2 separate regions of the Xenopus tropicalis genome follow, and region 1 is linked to region 2. The links are chromatin contacts, called in public Hi-C maps. All regions are on one chromosome and are shown on one strand. The core of a region is the stretch at or near the end of the contact, and the rest is flanking DNA. Distances in the headings are between cores, read along the strand shown. Region 1 has its middle 94 kb from the start of ube2v1. Region 2 holds the start of snai1 (snail family zinc finger 1).

What was found. A called contact is a pair of places that touch in the nucleus more often than the background predicts.
Region 1: a contact with region 2 is called in a Hi-C map of neurula embryo, with 5 times the contacts expected there. The contact joins the enhancer-like site here to the promoter of snai1 in region 2. A contact is called at or near these places in 2 of 5 Hi-C or Micro-C datasets (gastrula embryo and neurula embryo).

What each region holds. Positions count from the first base shown.
Region 1 is chr10:36,366,353-36,373,703 of UCB_Xtro_10.0, forward strand. No RefSeq gene overlaps it. Among named protein-coding and RNA genes, the nearest start is that of ube2v1, 94 kb to the right of the region's middle. Within about 2 kb of position 3,504, at least 1 of the 11 cell types and tissues checked has an H3K27ac peak or open chromatin away from gene starts, as enhancers often do. A contact at or near this core is called in neurula embryo, where this site is marked.
Region 2 is chr10:36,194,416-36,201,707 of UCB_Xtro_10.0, forward strand. snai1 (snail family zinc finger 1) reads left to right here and starts at 4,734. Exons shown (of 3, transcript NM_203936.1): 1 at 4,734-4,901; 2 at 5,647-6,174; 3 at 6,853-7,292. The coding sequence starts at 4,823. The coding sequence ends at 7,034.

The DNA of each region.
Region 1 (7,351 bases), core at 2,254-4,753, 170 kb after region 2:
CTGATAGAAAGCCTGTATATATAGAAATATATATACACTACATTTCTGGAGCATGGAAAAAAGTAAAAGCTACTAACACTGTTTAAATCAATATGTATGTCTGTACATTTTTAAATGACTACTAGAAGATTTACTTTCTGGGACATCAATCTCTTGATCCACCTGCCCGTTACACCTGTGCACTACACCTGTATAAAGGTAACCACTAGGTGGCAAGAGAGAGCTCCAGTTAATAACGGTACCATTGATATGACTAATTCCAGGCTGCAGTCAGCCGGTGCTATGGAAGCCAAATTACAAGCACAGAACTGTAACTAGAAAGCAATAAAGCCCCCAAGCGCAGAATAAAACGCCTTTGCCTTCCAGCTATTGAGTGGATCACTGGGAAGCTCTGAATCAACTCGCGGTGTAGAACGTCCCAGGACAGGGGGATCAAACACTCCCCCGGGCAGGGCTGAAAGGGAACTCTTTACTGCAAATTAGTTTAAGAGGAATAAAATAAGCCGTGGCGCCTCCATGTATAACTCCAACCACTGCCATCGTCCTTGGAGGAAGCGAGGAATTGCTGTGAAACGCATCTGCGATTTCAGTTACGTGGTTTGGCATTTACAGCATCAGTTTCTTTCCTCTCTTTCTTTCACAAAATAAATTTGAAATGACTTTCTCAGATGCCGCTGCCAACTGTATATATTTCAGGCAACCACCCAGCCGGCACAGAGTATCATACGGGGGAGCGGAAAGATGGGACCCGCTGAGCAGAGTAAAAGAGGAAAGGGGGAAATGGGAAGATGTCATTAAAGGGGAAGTACACCCACAATATAGAATGGCTTTACCATCTTTCTTAGGAATATTAAAGTAGCATTTAAGTAGAATATTTAGGTTCTTCTGCACAACAAATCTTATTTATCCCCCAAAGTGCATATATGTATTTATTAGAATGTGTGGCAGCTCTCATGTTAAGATTCATTATACAATAATAGTGCTCCAGGGGCTAGATTATGCTGCGCAAGAACAGGGAATAAGCAATACATGAAGTATGGGAGTAATCTGGCCTTTTACACAGCAACAGTAGCTGCACTCATAGGTATTGGAACCCGGGGGGGGGGGGGGGGGGGGGCACGGCTGGGAATCTGTGGGTTCAGGCAAATGCCAGAGGGGCTGCTGTAAGATGCCATAGACACTCACTATTTATTGGGCTGGGGGGGCTGTTTGGGCCTCTGGGTACTTGGAATGCCAGGACCCAGGCCCAGACTGGCAATCTGTGGGTTCAGGCAAATGCCAGAGGGGCTGCTGTAAGATGCCATAGACAGTCACTATTTATTGGGCAAGGGGGGCTGTTTGGGCCTCTGGGTACTTGGAATGCCAGGACCCAGGCCCAGACTGGCAATCTGTGGGTTCTGGCAAACGCCAGAGGGGCTGCTGTAAGATGCCATAGACACTCACTATTTATTGGGCTGGGGGGGCTGTTTGGGCCTCTGGGTACTTGAAATGCCAGAGCCTATTTTGTATCCCAGTCCAGGCCTGACTGCTACTGAGCTAAAGACTTAAGGGCTGATTATATAGATGCAATGTGCAGAAATTTGGTGCAAATAGCCCATATGCACCATTCTTTTCATAATTTATCATCATCATCATATATTTATGATATATTTATTTAGCAGCAGTGCAATAGTGCCTATGCTGAATTGCTATGTGCTACATGGGCAGTGAAGAGGTTACACCCTGAGCTGTACTGTATGTTGGTACTACACTCCATGTAACAGAAAATCCAGGGGCTTTTGCAGATGAGATACCAAGATGAAGTGCTATTTTGCAAAATACATCATCCTCGGAGGATTCTCTTCTGGGATCTGCCTTGGCAGGGACACACTGACATTGATGTAAGAGCTGGAAATTTTCTTTTTCTCTTAAATACTTGGACACTCACTCCCCAGCTTGGAAGACTTTACTCTTTGTTCATTCAGTTTGTAAAATCCTTATGGACTCTAAACTCTGCTACTTTGATACAGATAACTGTGTGTCTGCGGGAGACACATTGAGGATAGGGTAGCCTAAGGCTGTCCAGCTTGTGGTCAGTAGGAAGCATTCGGCCCGCAGGGTTGGAGTGGAGAGAAAGACCCTTCTATATAGTGTAACTGACAGGCTCAGAGACATCTAAAAGACTTCCCAGAAGCACTTGCAAAAAAAAGGGATCTTCTAAAACACTGCTGTAGGTTTGAGCCCTCTTTGTGGTTTGCCATTCATTTATGTGAACATATTCTCTTATCCATAATCCTACTGCATTTCCAGGGGTACCCAGGGCACAAATAAGCACTCACCCCAAATCCCCCCATAACTGGCCTTCAGGCTGGGCCCCCTTAGCTCATAACAAGGTTATAGATATATAGAAACATTGGGGTAACAGTCACCCTGCTATAGTTCCAGGGGTACCCAGGGCACAAATAAGCACTCACCCCAAATCTCCCCCTAACTGGCCTTCAGGCTGGGCCCCCTTAGCCCATAACAAGGTTACAGATATATAGAAACATTGGGGTAACATAGTAACATAGTAACATAGTAAGTTGGGTTGAAAACAGTCACCCTGCTATAGTTCCAGGGGTACCCAGGGCACAAATAAGCACCCACCCCAAATCTCCCCCTAACTGGCCTTCAGGCTGGGCCCCCTTAGCCCATAACAAGGTTACAGATATATAGAAACATTGGGGTAACAGTCACCCTGCTATAGTTCCAGGGGTACCCAGGGCACAAATAAGCACCCACCCCAAATCTCCCCCTAACTGGCCTTCAGGCTGGGCCCCCTTAGCCCATAACAAGGTTACAGATATATAGAAACATTGGGGTAACAGTCACCCTGCTATAGTTCCAGGGGTACCCAGGGCACAAATAAGCACTCACCCAAAATCTAACCCTAACTGGCGTCAAGGCTGGCCCCCCTTAATTCATAGCAAGGTGATAGATAAATAGATAGATAGATAGATGATAGATAGATAGATAGATAGATAGATAGATAGATCGATAGATAGATAGATAGATAGATAGATAGATAGATAGATAGATAGATGATAGATAGATAGATAGATAGATAGATAGATAGATAGATAGATGATAGATAGATAGATAGATAGATAGATAGATGAATAGATAGATAGATAGATAGATAGATAGATAGATAGATAGATAGATAGATGATAGATACATAGATAGATAGATAGATAGATAGATAGATAGATCATGTCTACTGAGCAAATTCTTTCCCAGCTGGAGAGATCCAGGGGTACAATGTGCCTTTCTTTGTTTCCAGTTCCTGCCCCAGGGCTGATGGGAATACAGAGAAAGAGAGGAGAGGAGACATATAATTACAATCTCTGGGAGATGCTGGGCACACTGATGGGACATTATTAATTAAGGGCAGCTAGAGCCTTGGGGTTCTCTTCAGAGCTAAATATATGACCCCAGGTAATAGGTGCCCAGCATGGCCTGCATCCTACTCAGTCCTTTCATTGTCTCTCTGTCCCCAAGCAGTGCTCTGACAGTTCTGAATAGCGGTAGTCATGGGCAATTATTCCGAGCAGTCCTCAGTGGGTACTAATTGGTAAGTAGCCAGGCTGCATTCCTAAGCCCTTTCTCTCCGGTGAGAAAATAATTGAAAAAAATCCAATTTTTACGGTACAATTTCTACCCTTGATTTATTTTAGGTTTCTTTAGAGGCCTTCTTAACAGCCATGGGTTTCATCTTAAAATGAAGTTTTAGAGACAGATACTTGTCACGGTGTAATACATCATGCACTCCCTTCTGTGGGACAGCAGATACAATAAGGTGACAACAGCAGGGCAAAATGGAGGCATTAGAACATGATGGAAGCAGCAGAGCAAAATAGAGACAAGGTGGAGACAGTAGGAGACAGTAGGAGACAGTAGGAGACAGTAGGAGACAACTGGGGAAGCAGGACAGGATACCGACAGCAGAGAAACATGGTTTATGGGAGAAACAACTTCAGTTGCTCCATGTGCCTCTGTGGCACTCACATTGGGAATGGGCAACTGTCAGTTTGTGTGACCTTAGATAAAAAAGACCAAACATGTTTATAGTCATCTTTCCTCCTGGGGCAGAATTGATTCAAGGTGACAAGTGACCCTTCTAACCAAGAGAATCTACACTAGGATTAGGGATGTAGCGAACCTCAAAAAAAAAGTTCGCGAACCTGTTCGTGAACTTCCGCCGAAAATTGCGAATATTCGCGAACTTTGCGAACCCCATAGACTTCAATGGGAAGGCGAACTTTAAAACCTATAAAAACCATTTCTGCCCAGAAAAGTGATTTTAAAGTTGTTTAAAGGGTGCCACGACCTGGACAGGGGCATGCAGGAGGGGGATCAAGGGCAAAAACCTCTGAAAAATTGACACACGCCGTTTTTCGAAATGATCGGTAATTTTGCGACTTTTTCGTATTTTCCGGCGCTTTCGTAAAGTTATCGTAAGTTTTGCGACTTTTTCGGAGCTTTCGTACCGTTATCGTAAGTTTTGCGACTTTTTCGGATCTTTCGTAACGTTATCGTAAGTTTTGCGACTTTTTCAGAGCTTTCGTAACGTTATCGTAAGTTTTGCGACTTTTTCGGAGCATTCGTACCGTTATCGTAAGTTTTGCGACTTTTTCGGAGCATTCGTACCGTTATCGTAAGTTTTGCGACTTTTTCGGAGCATTCGTACCGTTATCGTAAGTTTTGCGACTTTTTCGGAGCTTTCGTAACGTTATCGTAAGTTTTGCGACTTTTTCGGAGCTTTCGTAACGTTATCGTAAGTTTTGCGACTTTTTCGGAGCATTCGTACCGTTATCGTAAGTTTTGCGATTTTTTCGGTGCCGGCGAACCCAAATTGCGAACATCACGAAAAGTTTGCGAATTTGCGAACTTGCAAACACCCGATGTTCGCGCGATTTAGTTCGCCGGCGAACAGTTCGCTACATCTCTAACTAGGATTAGTGTTAGTGTTCAGGGCCTTCCTGTATGCTTTGAGCTTTGTAACGAGAGTGACAGGTACTGGGAATAGCAAGCTTGGCAGCACAATATATTCTGGGTGTGGGTCTGATCCTGTGAGGGCAAAATAAAGCATCAAGGTGCCTGCAAAGAGAGGAGCCATTGGGTGCTCCTCACAGATCCAAGGTTGAAAAGCTCTGACTTGATCATGTGGCTAAACAACAGTTCCCAGCATTCTCATAACCAGAATAAAAGGAGGTTTTCCAGTGGGCCTCTAGCCTTGCACCAGGACTCTCTTCCCTTGCCTAAACCTCTAGTCCAATCACAGTATGGGGTGCTTCTGTTGAGTCACAGGGATGTGCTTCTGAGCATGGCCGACATAACAAACACAATGAAAATTCAGGTGCTTTAATGGAGAAGGAAAAATGAAATCACTGGGGGGGGGGGGGTACCAAAAGTTATAGGCACCCCCCAGCGATTGTATTTACTTACCTAATACCTAATACCTAATACCTAAACTGAGAAAACTACCCTACCCTGGGATTCTACCAGTGAGCACCACAGAGCAATCCTCTGAAAGAAAGGAGAAGCAGGAAGAGGGTTGCTCCGTGGTGGCCACTGAGAAGAACCCCGGGCTGGGGTAGATTTTTGTCAACAGGAGCAGTGGCCAGAGCTATTAAGTAAATAAATACAGTCACTGGGGGTGCCTAACTTTTGGTTTCAACCCTTACTTCTCTTTTAACTGTCAGTGAAACTGAGACAAATATATACAATATTTAAAGTGTTAGAACTTTTGCCATGTTACCCTATTGCCACCATCTTGTCCTGCTGTCCTACTGTCTCCATTTTACTCTGATTTTACCATCATGCCTATCATCATGCTTTTGTCATACTTTACTCAGCTTGTCCTTCACTACTGTTGCCATCTTGCTCTATTCTGACCAACTTGCCCTACTGTCCCAATCTTCCCCCACTGTCTCTTTTCCACTTTACTTTGACCTTCTTGCCTTTCTGTCAACATTTTGCCCAACTGTCTCTGTCTTGTCCTACTGTTCCTGTCCTGCCCTCCTCGCTCCACCTTGCCCTGTTGTCTGACCCAATGTTGCCACCTTGCTCTATTTACACCATCTTGTCTTACAGTTATCATCCTGACCTAACATCCCTCTCTTGTTCTATTGTCACTATTTTGCCCTGCTTTCACCATCTCACCGTATTATCTCCATCTCGCTGTACTGTCTCCATCTCGCCGTACTATCACCATCACGCCATATTGTCACCATCTCGCCATACTGTCACCATCTAGCCATACTATCACCATCTTGTCAAACTGTCACCATCTTGCCATTCAGTCACCATTTCGCCATACTATCACCATCACACCATACTGTCACCATCTTGCCATACTGTCACCATCTCGCCGTACTATCACCATCACACCATACTATCACCATCTCGCCATACTATCACCATCTCACCATACTATCACCATCACACCATACTATCACCATCTCGCCATACTATCACCATCTCACCATACTGTCACCATCATGCCATACTGTCACCATCTTGCTGTACAGTCACCATCTTGTCACCATCTCGCCATACTGTCACCATCTTGCCGTACTGTCACCATCTCACTGTACTATCACCATCTTGCCCAGCTATTTACATCATGCCCTTTTGCCCCCATAATACCCTACTGTTGTCATCTTGCCTACTGTTACCAACTGTTTTAACCATTTCTAAAGCCATTAAGGAAATCTAAAGAAGCAGCATGGCAAAGTATACGTGTTTTTCTTTTAGTTAATTACCTCCGTTGACTAAGTAAATAGTGGAGCACAGGGTCCCATACTTAGAATAGGAATTCCTACTCTGTCAACTCTTTGTAACTCCCTTATGAAAGAAAAACACATATACTTTGCCATACTGCTTCTTTAAATTTCCTTAATGGCCTTTAGAAATGACAATTAGGCCTGTGTGCCTTTAATGAAGCCGTTGAGTCGGGAGCTCACAATCCATAGCACTTATTGAACTTCCTGTTGCTGCGAATGTGAGCGAGGCGGCCTACGGCGTGACTGTCCTATCAGGAAACACATCTCACTAAATTCAAAGTATTATTTCCTTTAATAAATATCGCACGCATTCTGCGCGGCCCTGGCCCAGCCCTACAGCTGGAAAATGTAATGTATCATTTCCTGTAATAGATTTGCTAAACGTCTATTTTTTTTTTCAGGGATCGGTTGAAGTCCATCCTTTGTCTTGATTTTAGTTCAGAAATAAACAAATGAAATGGACAAACAAATGTGCCTGTTTATTTGAGAGTGACCTGCGTAGCCTACACACACTGCTTGGGAATATTATATCTATTTATTTGCGC
Region 2 (7,292 bases), core at 3,484-5,983:
TACCTGTACACTCAGCCTGGGGCAGTGCCACCTGTATCTATACACTCAGCCTGGGGCAGTACCACCTGTATCTATACACTCAGCCTGGGGCAGTGCCACCTGTACCTGTACACTCAGCCTGGGGCAGTGCCACCTGTATCTATACACTCAGCCTGGGGCAGTACCACCTATATCTATACACTCAGCCTGGGGCAGTGCCACCTGTATCTATACACTCAGCCTGGGGCAGTGACACCTGTATCTATACACTCAGCCTGGGGCAGTGCCACCTGTACCTATACCCTCGGCCTGGGGCAGTGCCACCTGTATCTATACACTCAGCCTGGGGCAGTGCCACCTGTATCTATACACTCAGCCTGGGGCAGTGCCACCTGTATCTATACACTCAGCCTGGGGCAGTGCCACCTGTAAGGATACAACTGTTAGCCTTTGCATACAGGGATCAAATAATGGATGAAAAAATCCATAACCTGTAGAAAATGCAGAAAACATGAGCCTATGATATTGTATGCGGTCACTAGAGGGCACACTCCCTCCTTTCTTGGCCAAGGGCACTTTATAAGCTTCCCAGGCAGATGCACTGATATAACCAAGGGTCTATTATACACATTAGTATCCAGATATAGATAGTGTAGGGATAGTGTAAATAAAAGTTAAGGGCCCCACAGCAATATAATGTTAGGGCCCCCACTAAACTTTGGAAGGAAGAAGACATTATTTCATGAACCTGCTTATTACTTCGGGTACAACTGTGCCCCTTACGCCCCCTGGGCTCTCCAGTAGTCAGACGATCTGCTTTCTCTAAAGTTACACCGCTGAGAGATGGTCACCCTGTTGGCAGCCAGCACTGTATTACAATTAAAGCCAAAGGGCAAGCAGTATGGCTTTTACTTGCCTGTTTTCTTCTTTTGTAGCCCCAGCACAGAACACAGGTTAATTTGGTCTTATTTGCATGACCATAAGCTTCTGGCACAATGACCCCACAGAAACAGTTGATTCCAACAGGTGCTTCCTGAGCCACATTTTAGCAAAAGGATTTGAGCTCAGCCACAGAATCAGCATGATAATTACAAAGAGCTGCTATGGGCACAACAAGTATCCCTTTATCTCTCCAGATAAGATCATAATTTGCATGCCATCCCTTGCACCTTCAGCCTACCTGCTCAATGGAAAATACACATTGTATTAAATAAGGTGCTCAGTACTGCTTATTGTGTGCACAGCTAGGAGCTGCCATATTTTTCTTCCATATAGTACAGTATGAGGGTACAGCTTATTGTGTGCCCAGAACATTCCTTCTCTGTATATTTGTATTTATACATATGGGAGGGAGGTGCCATAGTGTTTCCCTTAGACAGTACAGTATGAGGGTACAGCTTATTGTGAGCCCAGAACATTCCTTCTCTGTATATTTGTATTTATACATATGGGAGGGAGGTGCCATATTGTTTCCCTTAGACAGTACAGTATGAGGGTACAGCTTATTGTGTGCCCAGAACATTCCTTCTCTGTATATTTGTATTTATACATATGGGAGGGAGGTGCCATATTGTTTCCCTTAGACAGTACAGTATGAGGGTACAGCTTATTGTGTGCCCAGAACATTCCTTCTCTGTATATTTGTATTTATACATATGGGAGGGAGGTGCCATATTGTTTCCCTTAGACAGTACAGTATGAGGGTACAGCTTATTGTGTGCCCAGAACATTCCTTCTCTGTATATTTGTATTTATACATATGGGAGGGAGGTGCCATATTGTTTCCGTTAGAGAGTACAGTGTATAAAGCTATTTTGTATGTGGGACACTGCTTCCCCTTCTGCCATACAGCGCTGCTGAATATGTTGGCGCTTTATAAATAAATGTTAATGTAATGTAAATACAGTTTAGGCTAAGGCATACCCAAAAAAGAGAAAAAACACAGTGGTGCCATCACCCTTCTGACCAATAGGGGTGCTGTTGTATAACTTTTTTTTTTTAGTTCTAGACTTTTTTGATGTTTTAGAGATATATATATATATATATTAGGTGTATATATTTTAGGAACCTTACAATTTGCCTAATTTTGGCTTCAATTTACAAATTCAGAACTAAAACGTCCCCAAGTTTTAATGAAATAAAACAACAATAAAAGCTTAATCATTGACTGTAGGGGCCACAGTTGAAGAGGGAGGCAGTGCAGAGACACTCCATGTATATGTCCCTGTAAAAACACAGACTGTCTATGCAAAAGCATCATCTGTGCACACACGCAGAGACAGCTCTGTGGCCCTTTCCCACCCACCCATGGTTTAAGAGAAGAGGGGCCCTGGGAAGTCCAGGGTGGGGGCTAGGCCACTAGGAGACTAGGAGACAGGATTCTGCTGTGGGTGTCACCTGTCCCTTCTTTGGTGTCATTGGAATGCAGAGAAAAAACAGGTGACATCTGCAGCACACGTGTGCCTCTTACTGAGTCAAAGACCCTTCAATCCCCCCACTAACCCTCCCAGCATTACGCTAACAGGCCCGGCTCAGGTTACAGCACTTCAAGCCATTGCCTGGGCCCTTTCATGCAGGACAAGGGGGTAAAATCCCACAGGGGTGCTTCCATACTGTAGTATCCATTGCACCCCAAAATCTGACTATAAATGTAGAGCTATTCTGACTCCCTGCATCAAGTTGCAATGGAAAACCAACAGCTAAAAAAAAATGCTGAATTTGGCGTCTTAAGTGGGTAGGTGCACTGTACTAGGGTTGGTCAGACTGGATAGTGCAGATTTGTCAAGGCATGTGGGAACAGCACACTAATTTGTGCTCTAATGTACAGGACACCACTCCCCACCCCCAACACACAAACACACACTCTCCCTCTCTTTCAATAATCTGAATCCAAACACCAAAGATTTCAGAGTGATAGGATCCTTATCTATATACCTGCAGGGGGTCAATTCTCTGCTCTGGCTATACTGAACTGAACATTGCCCTGTACAATGCATTCCAGAACACATAGCGGGATAAATACAGTGCCAATTCCATATTTAATACCCCTAGATAGGGTACATAAGTATGAATACAGTGTCAATAATATGTATAATAGTTCCAATATACATTGCAGGATAAATACAGTGCTAATTCCATATATATAATACCCCCAGGGCACATAAGAATTAATACAGTGCCAATTCCATGTATAATACCCCAGAACACACGGCAGGATAAATACAGTGCCAATTCCATGTATATTACCCCAGAACACACGGCAGGATAAATACAGTGCCAATTCTATGTATAATACCCCAGAACACACGGCAGGATAAATACAGTGCCAATTCCATGTATAATACCCCAGAACACACGGCAGGATAAATACAGTGCCAATTCCATGTATAATACCCCAGAACACACGGCAGGATAAATACAGTGCCAATTCTATGTATAATACCCCAGAACACACGGCAGGATAAATACAGTGCCAATTCCATGTATAATACCCCAGAACACACAGCAGGATAAATACAGTGCCAATTCTATGTATAATACCCCAGAACACACGGCAGGATAAATACAGTGCCAATTCCATGTATAATACCCCAAAACCCACGGCAGGATAAATACAGTGCCAATTCCATGTATAATACCCCAGAACACATGGCAGGATAAATACAGTGCCAATTCCATATTTAATACCCCCAGGCAGGGTACATAATTATGAATACAGTGTCAATAATATGTATAATAGTTCCAATATACATGGCAGGATAAATACAGTGCTAATTCCATATATAATACCCCCAGGGCACATAAGAATTAATATAATGTCAGTATTATGTATAATACCCCAGAACACATGGCAGGATAAATAGAGTGCCAATTCCATGTATAATACCCCAGAACCCACGGCAGGATAAATACAGTGCCAATTCCATGTATAATACCCCCAGGGCACATAAGAATTAATATAGTGTCAGTATTGTGTATAATAACCCCAGAACACATGGCAGGATAAACAATCAATTCCTTATATAAAATCATGCTGGTTTGGATGGTAAATAATGTATCCCCTTAATGAGGGAAGAGCCCTTGTTGGCTACTGATCATGTGACTGTATTATACTTGTAACAAGCCAAGAGTCCTATTCAAGTAGCCAAAGTCAATAGTCACAGGTCACAAACACTTTTTAGCGAAGGATTTGGGGGCTTTCTATGGTATTTACTAAAGCCAAGAGCCTGGCATTGTCTGGGGCAGGGGACTGGGAGCCTCACAATGGCCCCTTCTCTAGTCTCAATACGATGTATAGATAATAACAAGAGCCCCAGCTTTTGCCAAAGGGGATCAAGACTTTATTTTAAAAGCCCCCCCATGGTGCGAGTATAATCTGGCAGCGCAGTTAATGATCGCTAAACTGGAGCAGAGAGGGCATGTAGGGGATGCCTTTAGTGCAGGTAGAGCAGGCTGGCTGGGGGGGTGGGATTGGGGTGGGAGGGCACTTTGCCCACATCTTCCTTATTGCAGTGAGAGGAGGAGGAGGAGAGAGGAAAGCGCTGCCAGAGGCACCATCCAAAATCCACTGCTGCAGGCACCTGCTGGAAAGGGGAGGCAGCGCCACCCCCCGCCCTCCCCAATGGACTCGCCCACCGCCGCACTCTCATTGGCCGGGGAGCTGCCAAGGCTCATTAACATAGCCGCGCCCCCGTCCCGCAGGCTGCTTATTAGTTACCGGAGTGGCCGCAGCAATGCGTGCCTTCAAATCCCAGCGCTTTCAGCCCTATGCGACTGCCTCTCTGCGACTGCGAACCCAGGAATCCCCTCATCGGCTGCTAAACCCCCTCACCGGCTCAGCAACATGCCGCGGTCATTCCTGGTCAAGAAACATTTCTCTGCCAGCAAGAAACCCAACTACAGCGAGCTGGAGAGCCAGACAGGTAGGGGTTACTGTAGCTGCGATCGCTTTGCGTCTTCTTTCTGTATTTGACATCGTTTGGGATATTTCTGGGGAAGCTGAAAACTTTTTTTCTTTAAAAAGTTTCTGCTGGAAACAAATAGTATTTGGGCAAATCTGAAATAATGGGCAGTTAGATATGTTTTATATATAGAAACACATACAGGTGTGCAGATATTGTATGGGAACAGTGCATTCTATCTGTGTGTGAAGTTTTGCTTGGAATTGTATAGAGGTATATTATGTTGCTGCTCTGCATATAGTTGCATGGGTTACTGTATAGTTGTGAATGGGTGTGCAGCTTATCTAGAATACTATGGGGAAGCAATACATGTAAGGGTTTACATGCCATATATATATATATATTTATTTTTGATTTTTTTTTTTTAATCCAAATGGTGTCCGCACTCCAAGGCTCAATATTCTGCGGGGTGCATAGCCAAAATTATGTATATAAAGAAAATAATCATCTGTGGCCAGCACACCCTTCAATGTTTTATCAAAAATGTATTGAAAATATATATTATTATTATTACAGTTAAGTGTATGGCTGTGCATATGAGTGTCTGGGTATGCATTGTAATTGTATGGAACTGTGTACATTACAATAGTAATAGATTAGTTCATTGTACATGGGTGCAGTATATATATGCAGTAGGACATTTCTACATGGCTACATTATTGCCACCCTGTTGGCTTCTATCTAATCCCCTTCTCCTCTCTTGCAGTGTATATATCACCGTTCATCTATGACAAGTACCCACTTCCTGTGATCCCCCAGCCAGAGATTTTAACCACAGGAGCTTACTACACACCTCTTGTCTGGGACACTAGTTTACTCACAACATTTTTCACCTCTGAGCCTGACTACAAAAAGTCTCCCATCAGCCCTTCCAGCAGCGACGATTCCTCCAAGCCCTTAGACCTTACGTCTTTCTCCAGTGAAGATGACGAAGGGGGCAAGACTTCAGACCCTCCCAGCCCCGCATCGTCCGCCACAGAAGCGGAGAAATTTCAATGCAATCAGTGCAGCAAGTCTTACTCCACCTTTGCCGGACTTTCCAAGCACAAACAGTTGCACTGTGATTCCCAGGCGAGGAAGTCGTTCAGTTGCAAATACTGCGAGAAGGAGTACGTCAGTTTGGGGGCCCTAAAAATGCACATCAGGAGCCACACGCTGCCCTGCGTCTGCAAAATCTGCGGCAAAGCCTTCTCCAGACCTTGGTTATTACAGGGACACATTAGAACACACACAGGTAAGCAGCATCCTCTATACTCATCTAAAGTACAACATCCAGTAATACATAAATATTGGCATACACATGCAGCTTGTAGAAAAGAATAACTGTATGGCCCTTTAAAGGTCTCACTAAGTGAGTTGATTGCTGGTTATAGTATTTCACTGGGTATAAGAAAACCCTTTGAAGGTGGGTGCCTTGCAAGTGAGAGCTGCTGGTTATAAGAGCATGGCTGCATTCTATTCTTTAGCATTATGAATGTGGCGAGGGTGTGTTTGTGCAGTGCACCTGTCAGCTCACTAAGTGTGTTTCCAGCTGCCGGGCCGCCCCTTTTATCCTAAGCTCGTACAATAAACTCAGCCCATTCATTCCCAAGTATAGGGGCTATTGATTTCACACCCTCTTCCAAGAGAAGCTTAAATGGGCACCCTAGGAATGTCAAAACACTTCTTGAGCTCCAAACCGCACCATTAGCAATTCATGAAAAGACCCCCAAACGCAAATGTAATTAAGTGCTCTTAGCCCACCTGCCCTTGTTTAGATTGCCCTTCCCCACCCCTGTTTACTAAACATCCACTCCTTTTACCTGCTCTGCTTCATGCTTGTGCAAGTCCATTGTGGTCCCATGTAGAAGGAAATTGCCGACTGTCCCCCTTGGCCATTCTGATGCTTATTCTGTTTTATTTCCATTCGCAGGAGAGAAGCCATTTTCCTGTACGCACTGCAACCGTGCCTTCGCCGACCGCTCCAATCTCCGAGCCCACCTGCAGACCCATTCCGACGTCAAAAAGTACCAGTGCAAAAACTGCTCTCGGACTTTCTCCAGAATGTCCCTCCTTCACAAGCACGAGGAAACAGGGTGCACGGGAGCCCACTAAAATCAAAGACTATAAGCACAATGGACTTCTTTAAATTCCTGTATATTTTTTGGCAGGATATATATAAATATAATATTTTTCTTTAAATGATGCCATTGCTAAATTTGTTTAGCAAGCTCACATGCAATCACTTCGTTTGGGGGGGGGACCCTCAAACCTTATGACACTTATACGGACCCTTATTGTCTATGATGCAACCGTAGAATGCCTTATTGCAGTATCACAGAGAGCCTGCCACCTATCCCTCTTTGCCACGGG